Regions from separate parts of the Mus musculus genome. Here regions 2, 3 and 4 are each linked to region 1. Evidence: chromatin contacts called from public Hi-C and Micro-C data. All regions are on one chromosome and are shown on one strand. Each heading gives the region's core, a stretch centred on a gene start, on an enhancer-like site or on the middle of the called end of the contact. The rest is flanking DNA. Distances are from core to core; before and after follow the strand shown. Region 1 holds the start of Ppdpf (pancreatic progenitor cell differentiation and proliferation factor). Region 2 holds the start of Rps21 (ribosomal protein S21). Region 3 holds the start of Slco4a1 (solute carrier organic anion transporter family, member 4a1). Region 4 holds the start of Pcmtd2 (protein-L-isoaspartate (D-aspartate) O-methyltransferase domain containing 2).

Region 1 (3,358 bases), core at 554-3,053:
CTCATATGAGGCTGAGTGACAAGTCAAGGAGGCTGCTTGAGTTTCCTGGTTGCAGTCTACTATGCTGGAGCGTCCCCTTGTCCCAGCAATCAGTTACAGTTTATATAACCTGGAGAAGAGTGTGGCAAGTGTTGGTAAATCTCTTGTGAGTTCCTGGAACTCTCTTGTAATTGTTTGTTTCGAGACAGGCCTTCTCTATGTAGCCCTGGTCATCCTGGAACTAGCTCTGTAAACCAAGCTGGCTCCGAGCTCACAGAGATTCGCCTGCCTCTGCTTCCCAAGTGCTGGGATAAAGGCGTGTGCAATCATCAGCAAGTCCTTGTATTCTTGGGAGGTTTTATTTTTCACTCATCTCATATGCAATACATCCCCACAGCAGCCTCCCTTTCTCCTTCTCCCTGACCTTGCCCATCTCCCATCTTCCCCAGATCCATTGTTCCTCTCTTTCCCTTCAGAAAAGAGCAGGCATAAGAAGATGCAATAGAACTAGGCATATATCCTTTACTTTCTTTTCAGAGGGAATTTTCACTACAGGAAATAGCTAATAACCACTGGAGATGCCCATGTACTTGACCAGGACAGTTCAGGGTAAGTCATAGAATCTGAAGTACATAACACTATGAAGACAGAAGTCTCACCCTCCTGGTGTCACCAGGACGGTCCTTATCAGTGGCCTTACTCACTTGTACTGCTGTCATGTCAACTGCCCCCACCTCTTTTTCATTACACCTTACCCATCTCCTTTATGATCTCTAAACCAGCACCCCTACTGGACCATTTCTTGTCTGGTTTTCCCGAGCCTGGATCAATGCTTGCACAGAGTAGGTCTCAACAAATCCAAGCAAAGGGTCCCAGCCAAGCAGCCTTGAGACTTCGGCGACACAAGAGCCTCCTCCTGGGATCCTACTAGCCTCAGCCTAGTCGGTTCTCCCTGAGCCTCCAATGAAGTCCAGCATCTTTGGTTATAGGAGAAGCATGCTGCACGAAGCTGGCTCATGATCCTCTCGGTCTGACAGAACACAGGCTGCTGAGGAAGGGAAGGGTGGGCAGGGCATGCTGGCCAGCCCTAACTTGATTCCCCCCAAACATGAGTCTCCGACCAACAATGGAAGCTACTAGAGACTGTCTCTGTTAGAGCTCTCTCTGACCCCAAGGCTTCGTCTGTCTTCCATCACTCCTCTCCAAACAGAACACAGGTTGGGAATGATGAACAACAATGCGAGTCAGGACTTGAAAGACAGACAGCTCCTCAGCTTACCAAGGGCAGGCTATTCCCTACAGGACCGCTTGGGGGCTCCAGGCACCATCCAGTGAGCCCAGAAAACAGAGATTGCGATGGTAGGGAGGTGCGCGGCAACAGCTTGTGCTTACTTATGTTAAACAGATCCACTCAGTCAAGGGTCGGAGTGAGGTACGTGGAAAATAAAGCCTGCGGGGACCAGCGAAAGCAGCGGGCAGCCCCAAGTAAAGGGAACAAGAACACCAAACAGGCTGTACTACATGAGACCACATCCGAGAGGGTGGCACAGACTGAGGGGCACATGAGATTCTTTAACCTCTTCTATCCGGGTTCGAGTCCGAACCAGGCAGGAAAAAAGCAGCAGAGCTGGTTTCGACTGGAGCGAAACCACAGATGTTTGATCAAGGAGGTTAGGGCCAATGTGGAACTTTGCAGAACCTAGCATTGCAGAAGGTAGGGTGGATTCTTGCTCCGCTCGGGGTGGAGTCTAATAGGGAAGGGCGGGACCACTTCGTGCTACTTCTGGTCTATCAGGGGAGCTCAAAAGTCTCATGGGTGGGCCCGCTGTGAAGCGGGAGGGGCTTTGACGCGCGCCCCGCCTCCCAGTGGTGCGTCTTTTGCGGTGCAGGAAAGCTACTAAGTACGCGCGTGCGCATAGCGCGCGTGGGTCCTAAAGTGGTGTTTCGTGGGTTATCTTTGCAAATGGGCTCCGCGGCCTAGCGCCCTGGTGGCCTAAAAACGAAGCCTGCAAGGAAGGGGTTCTCCGCCGAGGTGAGGGCAGTGACGAAGGCAGCCGGCGGTGGGGTGGGGGAGGCGCGTCTTCTTGGGGCCAGGAGCAGACAAAGCCCCTTTGTCTCACCACGCAGCCGGACCGGGCTGGTTGGAGCCGCTTGGAAACCTGGCACTGTCAGGACCCGGGAGACTCGGGGAACCCTCCGGTGTGCGGTGACCAGGGCCCACATTCTGCTCTCGTCTCCGCAGCGCCTCGGTCCTGAAGCATGGCAGCCATCCCTTCCAGCGGCTCGCTCGTGGCTACCCATGACTACTATCGGCGTAAGTAGCCCCTCGCCAGCCCCGCCCAGGGCTGGCCCAGGGCCCTGTGGCTGACCCGCCTCCCCTTCCCAGGACGCCTGGGCTCCTCGTCCAGCAGCAGCTCCGGCGGAAGTGCCGAGTACCCTGGGGACGCCGTGCTCCAGTCCCCGGGTAAGTGCAGAACCAGCCAGCGGAAGGGCAGAGTTCACGTCCTAAGGCGGAGTGGGGTGGGGGATGGGTAGCGTGGAGAAGGACTTGACCCCATCGTGACCCTCCTTTGCTCCTCAGGTCTTCCCAAAGCCGACCCGGGCCACTGGTGGGCCAGCTTCTTTTTCGGGAAATCCACACTCCCGTTCATGACTACAGTGTTGGAGTCTCCTGAGCGGTGAGTCCATCTTCCATGTGGTTGTGGGGGTGGCCCCAATTAAAGCAAATGCCGACCCAGTGACCTATGCTCTCCTTACAGCTCGGCAGAATCCCCCCAGGTCTCCAGAAGCCCGATGACCTGTGGCCTGACTCCTGAAACCATGAAGCAGCAGCCAGTCATCCATTCTGGCCAGACCAACCCCAGGGACCTTTCCTGACCTATCAGAATCTGCAGCCTGCCCAAGCTGAAGTGGTGCTAGGCCAGTGCCTACCCTCTCGACCCTCCCTGTAAACTAGGAAGGCTGAACAAGAGAAACCAGTAGAAGCTGGAGAGAGCCCCCTCTTGGTTCACAGCACTGAACTTTCCTGACCCCATAACTGTGTCTTGGCACAAAGCAGAAAATAAACTCACAGCAGCCACCCTCCCCTGGTATGTTTGAAACATTACTGAATCCAGCCTTGCTTCCTGCTGGATGCTATACTGCTCCCAGGCTTTCCTGACAGCTCCTTGAGACCCTTCCCAGTGATACCCCTGCATCTGGTGAGATACCCTCTCAAGTGGGCCTGGCCCCAGGTAGACAGTCCAGGGGAAGCTGGGCCTCTGGCTGAGTTTGGGAGCTCTCAGTTCCTACACAGGAACCTGGTGGGTGATCTTGGGTCAGGCCCTCCCCACTACTTGCTGCACGGCTGGTTCCCCAAGGTTGGGGATACTAGCTCAGA
Region 2 (3,358 bases), core at 351-2,850, 930 kb before region 1:
ACCACGCCCAGCTAGCCTTGCCCTTCTAGCCCATTCCTTTTGCCTTGCTTAAAAAAAAAAAAAAAAAAAAAAAAAAAAAACCACGATAGATTCCATTCTTAAAGTTAGCCACCAAACTCTACTCCCTTATATGGTCACTTCCTCCTCGTGAGGCTGACTACCAAAGTCCAGCTATTAAAAGTCCTATCCAATCAAAATACACCACTGTGCAGCCCGGTCTAGCATGGAACCCCCCTTTTCTCTTATTAAAAGTTACACCTGCAAGGTCATTTGCTTGTGTTTTTCTGACCAAGTAGAAAACAGCCACTTTAACTCCTCTTCCCCACCCCCATTTAAAGGAGCTCTCTGTGAAAACAGGTGCTTGGGTAAGGTGTCTGTGCCTAATCTGAAAGATAACCCCTGCTGCGCGGGAATTTATTATTTTTTTCAAAACAGGGTTTCTCTGTGTAGCCCTGGCTGTCCTGGAGCTCACTGTGTAGACCAGGCTGGCCTGGAACTCAGAAATCTGCCTGCCTCTGCCTCCCGAGTGCTGGGATTAAAGGCGTGCGCCACCACGCCCTGCGCGGGAACTCTTAATGCATACATGACTACTGGTTTCCAGGTGTGAGGAGGAAAGTGTAGCCTCGGTTTCACCAGACCCCGTGACAGACAGTCTTGGAAGGTGATCACCAGTCAGTGTGCACATGGCAGGGAGGTTCTCCCCAAGACCATGTAACTGGGTGTATGTCCCAGCTCCAGACTGCAGCTCCAGTCCCAGAGAGATATCAGGCATAAAGTTCTACAGATGAGTGAGCAGTGGATTCACTCACGGAGAAATGTAATCTCAGGAGAGTCGTCAACAGCGTGGGCAGTCTTGTGTCCGGGCTGCTCTCTGACCTCGTAAACAAAGAGGCTTACTGAGCATTATGGTGACTGTGGTCTGGGAACTTTCCTTTTTCGAGACGGGAACTCAGTGTAGTCCAGAGTGGCCTCAAATAGATAATCCACCTGCCTCGGCATCCCGAATGCTGAGATTAAAGGCGTGCACTCTCAGGCCAGACTCACTTCCCTAGGCGTGTGGACCGGGTGGCGGCTGGAGCCAGAGGAGTAGGGCAGGGCCTGGGGCGAGGAGGGGCAGGATGGCAAGGACGCAGGGTGAGTAGGGGGTTCTTGAAGAGAATGAATGTGCAGCGGAAAGCCAGCGGTCCAGCTCATTTGATCCAACCTCAGTTTCCTCTTCGGAGGATTGGTCTTCCCGTTCCCGCCTCCCTCCGCCACGCTCGTTCCCCTCCCAGGCTCTGGCGGCGCCTCAGGTCGGTGGAGTCAGGGATCCAGCAGCGGCTGGGCTCCCTCTGACAAGCTAGCCTCGAGGGCGGCTGGAAGACAAGCCAAGTCCAACCTCTCCAGCGGAGGACGGAGGGGCTGGACTCCGCAATGGAGGCGGGGCCTGAGGAAGAAGGCATGTCTTGGCTGGAGGCGGAGACAGGGACCGATGCCTGTGCTTTGTGCGGAAAGAGCCAGGCTTTCTTTGCACCGGAAGCGGAAGTTAAAACACACAAACAGGCCTCCGGTATGGTGGATACGAGTACCCTGACCCGGAAGCACTTACCGAGGACCCGCCCTCCTGCCCAATAGTGCTGCGGAGGCACGAGCTACTTCCTTTCTGCGCTCTCGCTGGACAAGTGAGCAGGTAGGCCTCGGTGCGGGCTGTGTGCGAGCGGGGCCGGGCTGGGCCGGGCTGGGCGCAGTTGGGGAGGTCGCGGTCACATGGCCGAGAGTGCTTGCGGGCCATGGGTCTGGTTGGGCCCGCAGACTCGGAGTGCGGGCCTGACCAGTCTCAAGACCTGCGTGGTAACTCTGCAGGGACGGCCTCAGGATGCAGAACGACGCCGGCGAGTTTGTGGACCTGTACGTGCCGCGGAAATGGTGAGCATCTGCGGGCCCGTCATTCTCGCGCCCGCTTTCCCCGCTCCCATTCATCCACTGTTCTTTTGCGACCTATTAAACGCACTGTGCATCTCTTTACCCAGCTCCGCAAGCAACCGCATCATTGCTGCCAAGGACCACGCGTCCATCCAGATGAACGTGGCCGAGGTGAGCTGGGAACCTGACGGTTCCTGAGGGAAGGAATTACGAGGCCCTCAGGCCTCAGCCTGGCTCTTGGTGTGTTTACTAACATCGGGGTGAGGTCGAATCTTCCAACCTCTTTTTTTTTTTTTTTAACCCAGGTTGATAGGACCACAGGCCGGTTTAATGGCCAGTTTAAAACCTATGGCATCTGCGGGGCCATTCGCAGGATGGTGAGTTCTACCACCTGGTCTGCCTTGTACTGTTCATGTGACATCTGAGCTCTGATGGTGGTGTCCTTTTCTTCCTGTGGGAATGGTTTTGGGCTTAATAGTGCATGCTCTGCCTGCTAAGCAGGGAGCCAGCTCTGTGTGGATACTCAGGTATTTATTTTTAATTTTAAAGGGCGAGTCAGATGATTCTATTCTCCGATTGGCTAAGGCTGATGGAATTGTCTCAAAGTAAGTGTGGGGGACAATCTCACATTGGGGTTGAGTGGCTTGGGACTTCCCAAGAGATACAGCTTTTAATACTACTTTTTCCCCTTTGTTAGGAACTTTTGAGCAGAAGAAATCGGGAATTTGTTACAAATAAAAGTTTTAAGTACCTGTGACAGTTAAGTCTGCTTTTGCTGTTTTTACTATGTAGGGCTGGTGTTTTTATTGTGACCAGAAAAGGGCCGCACACTTACCTGAAAGGAGACAAGCAAGGAAGTATGTTGCAAAAACCAGTTTTACTTTAACAAAAACATTTTAACACCTTCCATTCATAACCTACTGGACATACACCACATTCTGAGGTCTGACACAGCTGTGTCCTGTTGAGCGCTGCGGGTGCAGCACCAGGTCTGTGGCATTGGGTCACAGTCCAGCTGGACACCATGGATATACCTCAGATTTCTGGACTCAGTCTATAGGACTCTGTTTAGCCCGTGTTTGGTTTAAGGGTTGGCTTTAACAGTGCTCAATACCACAAACCAGCAGCTCTTAGCGAAGCTTAGGAAGGACTAACAGCAGACCAGCTTGGTAAAATGAATACACCTTACTACATCTAGAAGCTTAAATAACATTTATCCCATCAGTCAGCCATATATATCTAAGTTCATTTAAAAAAAAAATGATGGGGCTGCCCTGAAGATAACCTGTTTGCAGGAACGACTTATTGCACCTAAAGATGCTCTGAGAACGTGGCATGCTTACACCAGCATAAGCATGGACAGGCTAAAACGTATTTACTATCCTTTGAGCTCCTGTCTGAGCTGTTACTGATCCGATAGACCTAGGTGGTCGGTGTCAGGCTTGAGGACGAGCAT
Region 3 (3,358 bases), core at 530-3,029, 730 kb before region 1:
GTGTCCAAGCCTGCTCCTGACATTTGGAGCACTTCCACGAGTCCCCTTTAGTGAGAAGTTCTACTCACACGTCCTGAAGCAGAGGACTCACAATCTCTCAAATTTGTGTTCAGCCTGCTTTCTCTGGCTTCAGGTCTTGAGGTCCATGTACCTAAGGGAGATGTTGAGAGAGAGAGAGAGAGAGAGAGAGAGAGACTAGTAAAGCCGTGTATACCTCATGGTGCCTGGCTGTCTATTCTTCCTGATGTCTTCTCTGAGCAGAGGCAGCCTCAGGTATGGAGGTCAACACCTGGGGCAGTGGAAGTGAAGCTCAGCTTTTTTTGGAGCAGAGACTCACATGTTGACAAGTAGACCCTAGACCCTGAAGTCATCACCAGAGGTTCCCAGGATAGAACATGAGTAGGTTCCGGCCACACCCACTCCGGGAAGACATGCTGATAAATAACAAGTCAGGCTGGAAGAACTAAGCTCAGCAGCCAGTCTCTTCTCTAGACATAAAGGAAGAGCCCTGCCTTAGCTCCCGAGGCTGCATGGAGGGTCTGTCCCCAGGCACCCTGTGACTAGTGATGTCCTCATGAGCTGACAGCAGGGTCCACACTAACTTTACTTTTGTGTAGCCCAAGCTGATCACAGACTCTGATTCCTTCTGCCTTTACTTCCCCTGTCCAGATTATAAACTCTGGATGCCTTGGAGAGTTGGGGAAGGTTATTTTGTTTCTATTGTTTTGCTTTGGTTGTTGTTCTTGGTTTTGTTTTGTTTTATTTTTATTTTTAAATCCAGACAGGATTTTATTAGGTAGCCCAGTGTGGCTCTCCCACTAAAGATTCTCCTGCATCAGCCCCATGTATGTATAGGATTATCGGTGAACATCGCCACACCTGGCTCACATGTATTTTCAATTAAATGTAATACACCCCAAAGGGAGACATATATGGAGAGTTTCTGCCATCGGCTGTTGATTGTCAGTGGTATGATGTTAATGGCTAGTGGCTGTCGGCTGTTACTTGGCTAAATTCAGACCAGCTACTGTTTTCCATTTCCTTCAGTGATGTGTTGGAATCATAAAATTAAAAAAAAAAAGAAAAATAAAAAATAAAAAAGGTTGTTTGCTTGATTTTCTGAGACTGGGTTTCTTTTGTAGCCCAGGCTGGCCTAGAACTATGAAAGTGGGACCCTTCTTCTGCCCCAGCCTTCCGAATACCCACAGGCTTACAAGCAGTAGCCATCACACTCGTATGGCTAATTATCTTAGTTTTACAGATGCGAAAACTGGCCCAGAGGGGTTCAGAAATATGTTCAAGGTCGCACAGCAGAGAACGCCTCAATTTGAAGGTGACTGGTATATTCTCTCTCCATCTCAGGTCAAGAGTACCCGGAACTGGAACCCTGTGGGCTCCTCCGGTGAGGGTGTGGTTTGGCCCAGCGCCCCGTTGCACTGAACTCACTGGTTGACCTGAGCAGAGAGTGGAGAGATCCCTTTGCCGGGCTGGAGCTGTACCCCACGCCTGAGGGGATCGCTACTCGCGCCCTCCAACGCCTCGGTTCCACGCTTGAGCAGGTGGCATCTACGACGCAGTGAGACTTGAGCCATATTTTCCTAGCCTGCAACCTCCAGAGTGTCCCCCAACAGAAAGAAATCACCGCGTGCAAAGCACTAGCTAAGTCCCGCTCTCTGTGCTGTCCCTGACCCGCCCAAGTTCCGCCCCTCCGCTCGGCCCCGCCCCGGCGCGCCCTCGCTACTGTCACCTCTGGCCCCGGCCCGCCCGAGCCTCGCTGCCATTGGTGGCGGTGGTGAGGCCACTACCCCCATCCCTGCGGGAGCGGCTTGGGCGATGAATGAAGCGGGAGTGGGCTGCGCGCGTAGTCCAGAGCGCAGGGCGCAGCGCGGCAGCCGGGTTCGTGGGAAGGTGAGTGCTCTGGGATCTGGACTGCTTTGAGGTCTCGGACCAGGATGGGGACAGGGTCTGGCTCCGTACTAGATGCCTCCTAGGTATGCCAGACTCCGACCTGCTGACGTCAGGAGCGCGGCAGGTGTTTGCGGAGGCTGGACTAAAGCGCGGCGGAGCCCCGGGTGCGTTGTCTGAAGACACATCCCGGGGAACCAATGCGGGGACAGAGTGGGCTCAAGGGAGCCGGATGCAGAATTCACCCCTTCTCACTGCACATGAGGGAAGCTGCAAGTCTGCAGTGGGGTGGGGGAAGGCAGAGCCGCTGCGCTAGAGCGAGAGGGAAGATGGGAGTGGACTTGGGGCGCAGGAAAGCGTGAGGGGGGGGGGGGGACCGCTAGAGCTGTCGGCCCAGGTTAAAGGTTTGCTAGTATACGCAGGTGCGAGCCTCTGCGGGTCTGTTCAGCGACAGATCCAGTGGCTGTGGTGGTTGTTGCTAAGACCGAGGGAAACGTGGAGCACGGAAGTTGCTCACTAGTGGCGGGCTTTGTCCCTACGAGGAGCGCGGATGCCCGGGTCCCTGAGGCCCGGTACCTTCACGCAGCTCTCCGATGCCCCCGGACGCGTGTGTACGCCAACGAGAGTTCGGGTCGCTTTGCTGCCTGATTGGCACGCTTAGCTCCAAACCCGGGAACTCAAGGCAGGGTACCTCCTTCACAGGAGAGGTGAGCATCTGTAGGAAAAATGAGATAGAGACACATAGTCGCACCTTATAGCTTGGGGCCCCAGGCGCAGTGGCTTGAGTTTAGCGTGATGAGGATTGCTGGCCTCCCCCAGACATGGCCTTGGGGTGTTTCTGTCCCAAGGTGTTGAAACTGCCCATTTGTGATGGAACTATCCCAACTTCAGGGCAGTGTTTTTTGTTTGTTTGTTTGTTTTGTTTTGTTTTGTTTTGTAGTTTAGTAAACCAAGGTAGCTGTCTAGTCAGCTGTTGTTAAAGCAGCTTGGGGCAGGTGGACGGCAGGGAAGAGAACACCTGGTGTTTAGCCGAATTATTTATAAATCTTAGCTGTGGTAATGGGGACAGCAGGCGCTGTTTGCTGAGCCTGGCATTTGCTGGCTTGGAGAGGGCTTTGGATAAGAGCAGTCCCAGGCAGCATTTTAAAGTCCCCTTGCACAGAGGAGCAGCCTGGGGCACCGGGATGTTTGGCTTGCCTAGAAATGACACAGGGGAGACCGGAGGTTTGTATCATTTGCCAGCCATTCTCTCTTCAAGAAGAGAGGAAAGCCAGGTCAGAGAACCAGCAGTTACCAGGACAGGACTATGCTGGTGGCCAAAGGTACCTACCTGTTGGCTGTGATGAGGTGCAAGACTTGCCTTGCCTGCCCACTAGGAAAGACCAACAGGTACTACCTGGATAAATTCTTCCTGGATGATCTAATTGTAGCTCATTGGGTGTGGTCCCCAAAG
Region 4 (3,358 bases), core at 248-2,747, 650 kb after region 1:
TAGTTCAGTAGCAAACTGACAAACTATTTTCCAGAGTATCTTTATTATTGCTCATTCCCACCAGCAATGAAAGTGATGTGCTGCTGTTGCTCTACATCCTCACCAGTATTTGGTGAATTATAGATTTTATAAATTTTGGCTATTCTAATAGGTGTGTATTGATATCTCATTGTTTTATAAATCTGCATCACCTAATGACAAATTATGTTGATATGTTCATATGCTCATTTGCCATCTGTATATTTCCTTTGCTGAGTCATATGTTCATAGCTTTTTCCCGTTTCTATTTGTGCTGTTTATTTTCTTATTGTTGAGTTTTAAGGATTTTTAGAAATCCTTTATCAGATATGTGTTTTGGGAATATTGTTTTTCAGTCTATGTCTTACCTTTTTATTCTTCTGACAGTATATTTTACAGAGAAATGATGCCAGTGTTAAAAAGATATATTTTACCTTTAAGTGTGTGTGTGTGTGTGTGTGTGTGTGTGTGTGTGTGCACATGCCTGAGTGCCTGCAAAGGCCAAGTGTCTTGGGTACTGGAAATCAAATTTGGAAGAGCTATGTCTCTATTATTTTTACACGTGGATGTCTAATTATTCCAGCATCTTTTGTTGAAAAGACCAGCACTCCTCCATTGAATTGTATTTGTTCTCTTATCAAAGGTGAGTTTACTATATTTGTATAGCTCTAACCTAAGTTTTGTATTTGATAGCATCAATTTATTTCCCCCATATGACTCTTGATTACTGTAATTTTAATAGTAAGTCATGAAATCAGATGTTGTTAGGCCTATACTTTTGTTTTGTTTTGTTTTTGATCAATATTGTGTTATCTAGTTCGGGTCTTTAGCCTTCCCACGCAAACTTTAAAAAATAGTAGAATCATTTTCTCCTCATTCGTACCACAATCAACTGCAGGTTGAGTGACTTTCTTACAGCTATTGACTCAGGCGTCCAGACTCCTTCCTTCTTGACACTACTTCCTTCAACATGTACCCTCCAAGCAGTATAGAGGAGATGTGCAATCCCAATGAAATAGAACAAAAACTCAGAACAATCTTGAAAGGTAGCCCTAAAGATCACTTAGACTTTGGTCTATTTTGTAGGTTTCTTAGAAGTGGCCAGAACTGCTGGTTCAAGGTTCAAGTGTGCAGATGGCCATCCCCTGGACCAGGTAGCCTGGCAGGGTCAGGGCCGGCAGTCATTTGTGTTGTAACTCCTGCAGGAGAGTGGACCCAATCTATCACTCTTGTTTCTTAACTCCTGCCTTTTCTACTGTGGGGGCTTTGTCCTTGAGTGGACATAAGCAGGCAAAATGCCCTTCTCCCGTCGACACGCCAGCATCTTCTCATATCATTAGGCCGGGATATGCTCGGAGACCACCTAGTGACTGACCAATCAGGCAGGGACACACTTAACTCAAACCAGTGGGTGGAAAGTGGCAGGCTCGTGGGCTGTGCCGTTGCCCCTTTAAGAGTGTCCTCCAACCGCACATGCTCAGTTCAGGTAGAGCCCGCGCACGCGCAGAGGTAGCAGCGGATGTTTACAGCGGCTGAGGTCCGTCCGAAGCGACAGAAGCGTCTGAAGAACTGCTCTCCGAGACTCAATACGGGGGCTGCTGAGCGCCGAGGTAGAGCCGTCTCTGCCCCTCGGCCCTTCCCTCCATATCCCTTCTCCAGCTCTGGTTACCCGTTCCCCAGCGTCCGTGTATCTTACCATCTCCGAGAGTTTCGAACCCCAGCGCCTGTCACCCCCGCCCCCCCATCTCCCTGCCCAGCACCTCCCTCCCCTCCAGCGTGCCCCCCCACCCCCCGCCTGTTGCTAATTCTGGGATCTGATTGCTCTAGTTCTACAACCTATTTCTAATTAAGTAGGAAATGTTTGCAATTAGCTCAAGGGCAAGTCGGGCATTGACCATGATTGAAACAAATTATACCTAGGGTGGATATTGGGAAGAAGGCAGAGTATCCTACAGAGGAGAAAAAAAAGACCCCTTTGGGGAAAGATCTAAAGTAGCTGGAGAGAACCCCTGGGGCCTGGACCCTTTGTTTCTTTATTAGGCCTGTGCCTCTGCCATCAACTCCGTCATCTTGAGTATCTGCCCTCTGCTCTCTTGGGCCCTGCACTGTTGTTCTCTGTTCTTATTGAAGACATTGCTAAAGTGGGCTCCATTACGTCTGGTAGGTTGTCTCTAGAACGAGGTATTTAAGAGGCTCAGCACTGATTATATATAAAGGGAATTGAAGTGGGCCCTCTTGAGGTGGTGGCATTTGGTCTCTCCTTTTGCCCTGGCTTTTCTCCATCCTCCTCTGAGACCTTGCTGGGAGACTTGGGAGAAGGGACTCATTTTTCTTTTTTTCTTTTCTTTTCTTTTTTTTTTTAATTTCGGTTAGTCCCAAAGCTTTTCCACGCACGAAACAGTAGGAATTGTCCCTAGTCAGTACATACTACTGGTCAGCTTTCATTCAGATGCAGACCACAAGTGATATGCATTTGAGGCACACCCTCCAAGAGTTCTGGTTTTCAAGACAAGAAGCCTTGGCTATTTTCCTCGTTCTGCTGGCAGGATGATGGTTTAGAATACATGTTCCTAGCAAGGTATCCCCTAAGAAAGTGACATCCACTTGACTGTGGGCCAGCTGTCGCAGTTTTTTCAAACGCAGTATAGATATGAAACAGGGTTCTTTAGTCCAGCTTCACTTGTGTTGTTGTTGTCCACTTGGGGTCCTGTGCTGCTCAGTTTTTTTCCTATGCCCTTTTCTTCTGTTGGCCTGTGCTAATCAGTTCTGAATGGGAACTGTAATAAGCATTACAGCAAGTAGCAAAGTGTGTATCGTAGGGTAGTAAAGGAAGGACAATCTCCTAAAAAATAGTTCTTTGCTTTCAGTTGGAATCTACTGCACTGCATTCTTGTGCAGTGATACTGTTTGGTTTGGAGAGAGTATTTTCAAGTATGTTTTAGGGCTTTCTTTCTTTCTTTTGACATGGTGACTGATCACATCTATCTCAGCAGCAAGTAGTGATGCTTCTATGCAAGGCAATATTAGATTGTCAGACAAAGCTAATACTAAGTACCACACTCTATCATTATTCACCCACTCTCCACCAAAAGCAATTGATAGGGCTACCTTGGTGTTCTGTGTAGTCTAGAGAATGATCTACAATAGTCACACTTTCTGTTTTAAATGAGTGAATTTATTAAGTATATATAGCAAGCAAAAGTAAAAGAACTAGTTAGTAACAGAAGTAGTTGATAGAAAACATCAAGTTGAGTATTCACTTTAGTAGGGATGACTGGGATAGCACAGTTGAGAGACCAAACAAAAGGTAACAGCAGAAATCATCTGCGAAAATTCCATT

Evidence for each region. Hi-C and Micro-C count contacts between places; a contact is called where the count stands out from the background.
Region 2: a Hi-C map of B cells shows a contact between it and region 1, with 8 read pairs. The contact joins the promoter of Rps21 here to the promoter of Ppdpf in region 1. A contact is called at or near these places in 1 of 39 promoter capture datasets (liver) and 2 of 484 Hi-C or Micro-C datasets (B cells and CD4 T cells).
Region 3: a contact with region 1 is called in a Micro-C map of embryonic stem cells, with 4 times the contacts expected there. The contact joins the promoter of Slco4a1 here to the promoter of Ppdpf in region 1. A contact is called at or near these places in 1 of 39 promoter capture datasets (embryonic stem cells), 1 of 484 Hi-C or Micro-C datasets (embryonic stem cells) and 1 of 115 datasets of contacts at active chromatin or transcription factors (pancreatic cancer cells).
Region 4: a contact with region 1 is called in a Hi-C map of uterus, with 4 times the contacts expected there. The contact joins the promoter of Pcmtd2 here to the promoter of Ppdpf in region 1. A contact is called at or near these places in 2 of 39 promoter capture datasets (embryonic stem cells and pre-B cells) and 1 of 484 Hi-C or Micro-C datasets (uterus).

Annotation. Positions count from the first base shown.
Region 1 is chr2:181,185,444-181,188,801 of GRCm38.p6, forward strand. Ppdpf (pancreatic progenitor cell differentiation and proliferation factor) reads left to right here and starts at 1,804. Exons shown (of 5, transcript NM_001356427.1): 1 at 1,804-2,011; 2 at 2,222-2,293; 3 at 2,366-2,443; 4 at 2,561-2,657; 5 at 2,739-3,061. The coding sequence starts at 2,239. The coding sequence ends at 2,856.
Region 2 is chr2:180,255,779-180,259,136 of GRCm38.p6, forward strand. Rps21 (ribosomal protein S21) reads left to right here and starts at 1,601. Exons shown (of 6, transcript NM_025587.2): 1 at 1,601-1,669; 2 at 1,843-1,905; 3 at 2,010-2,073; 4 at 2,208-2,279; 5 at 2,452-2,507; 6 at 2,600-2,666. The coding sequence starts at 1,856. The coding sequence ends at 2,609. It overlaps Cables2 (CDK5 and Abl enzyme substrate 2), which reads right to left. Exons shown (of 10, transcript NM_145851.2): 10 at 2,761-3,358. Mir3091 (microRNA 3091) reads left to right here and starts at 1,758; the gene lies at 1,758-1,833.
Region 3 is chr2:180,454,466-180,457,823 of GRCm38.p6, forward strand. Slco4a1 (solute carrier organic anion transporter family, member 4a1) reads left to right here and starts at 1,780. Exons shown (of 12, transcript NM_001355218.1): 1 at 1,780-1,908.
Region 4 is chr2:181,836,357-181,839,714 of GRCm38.p6, forward strand. It overlaps Pcmtd2 (protein-L-isoaspartate (D-aspartate) O-methyltransferase domain containing 2), which reads left to right and starts at 1,498. Exons shown (of 7, transcript NM_153594.3): 1 at 1,498-1,628.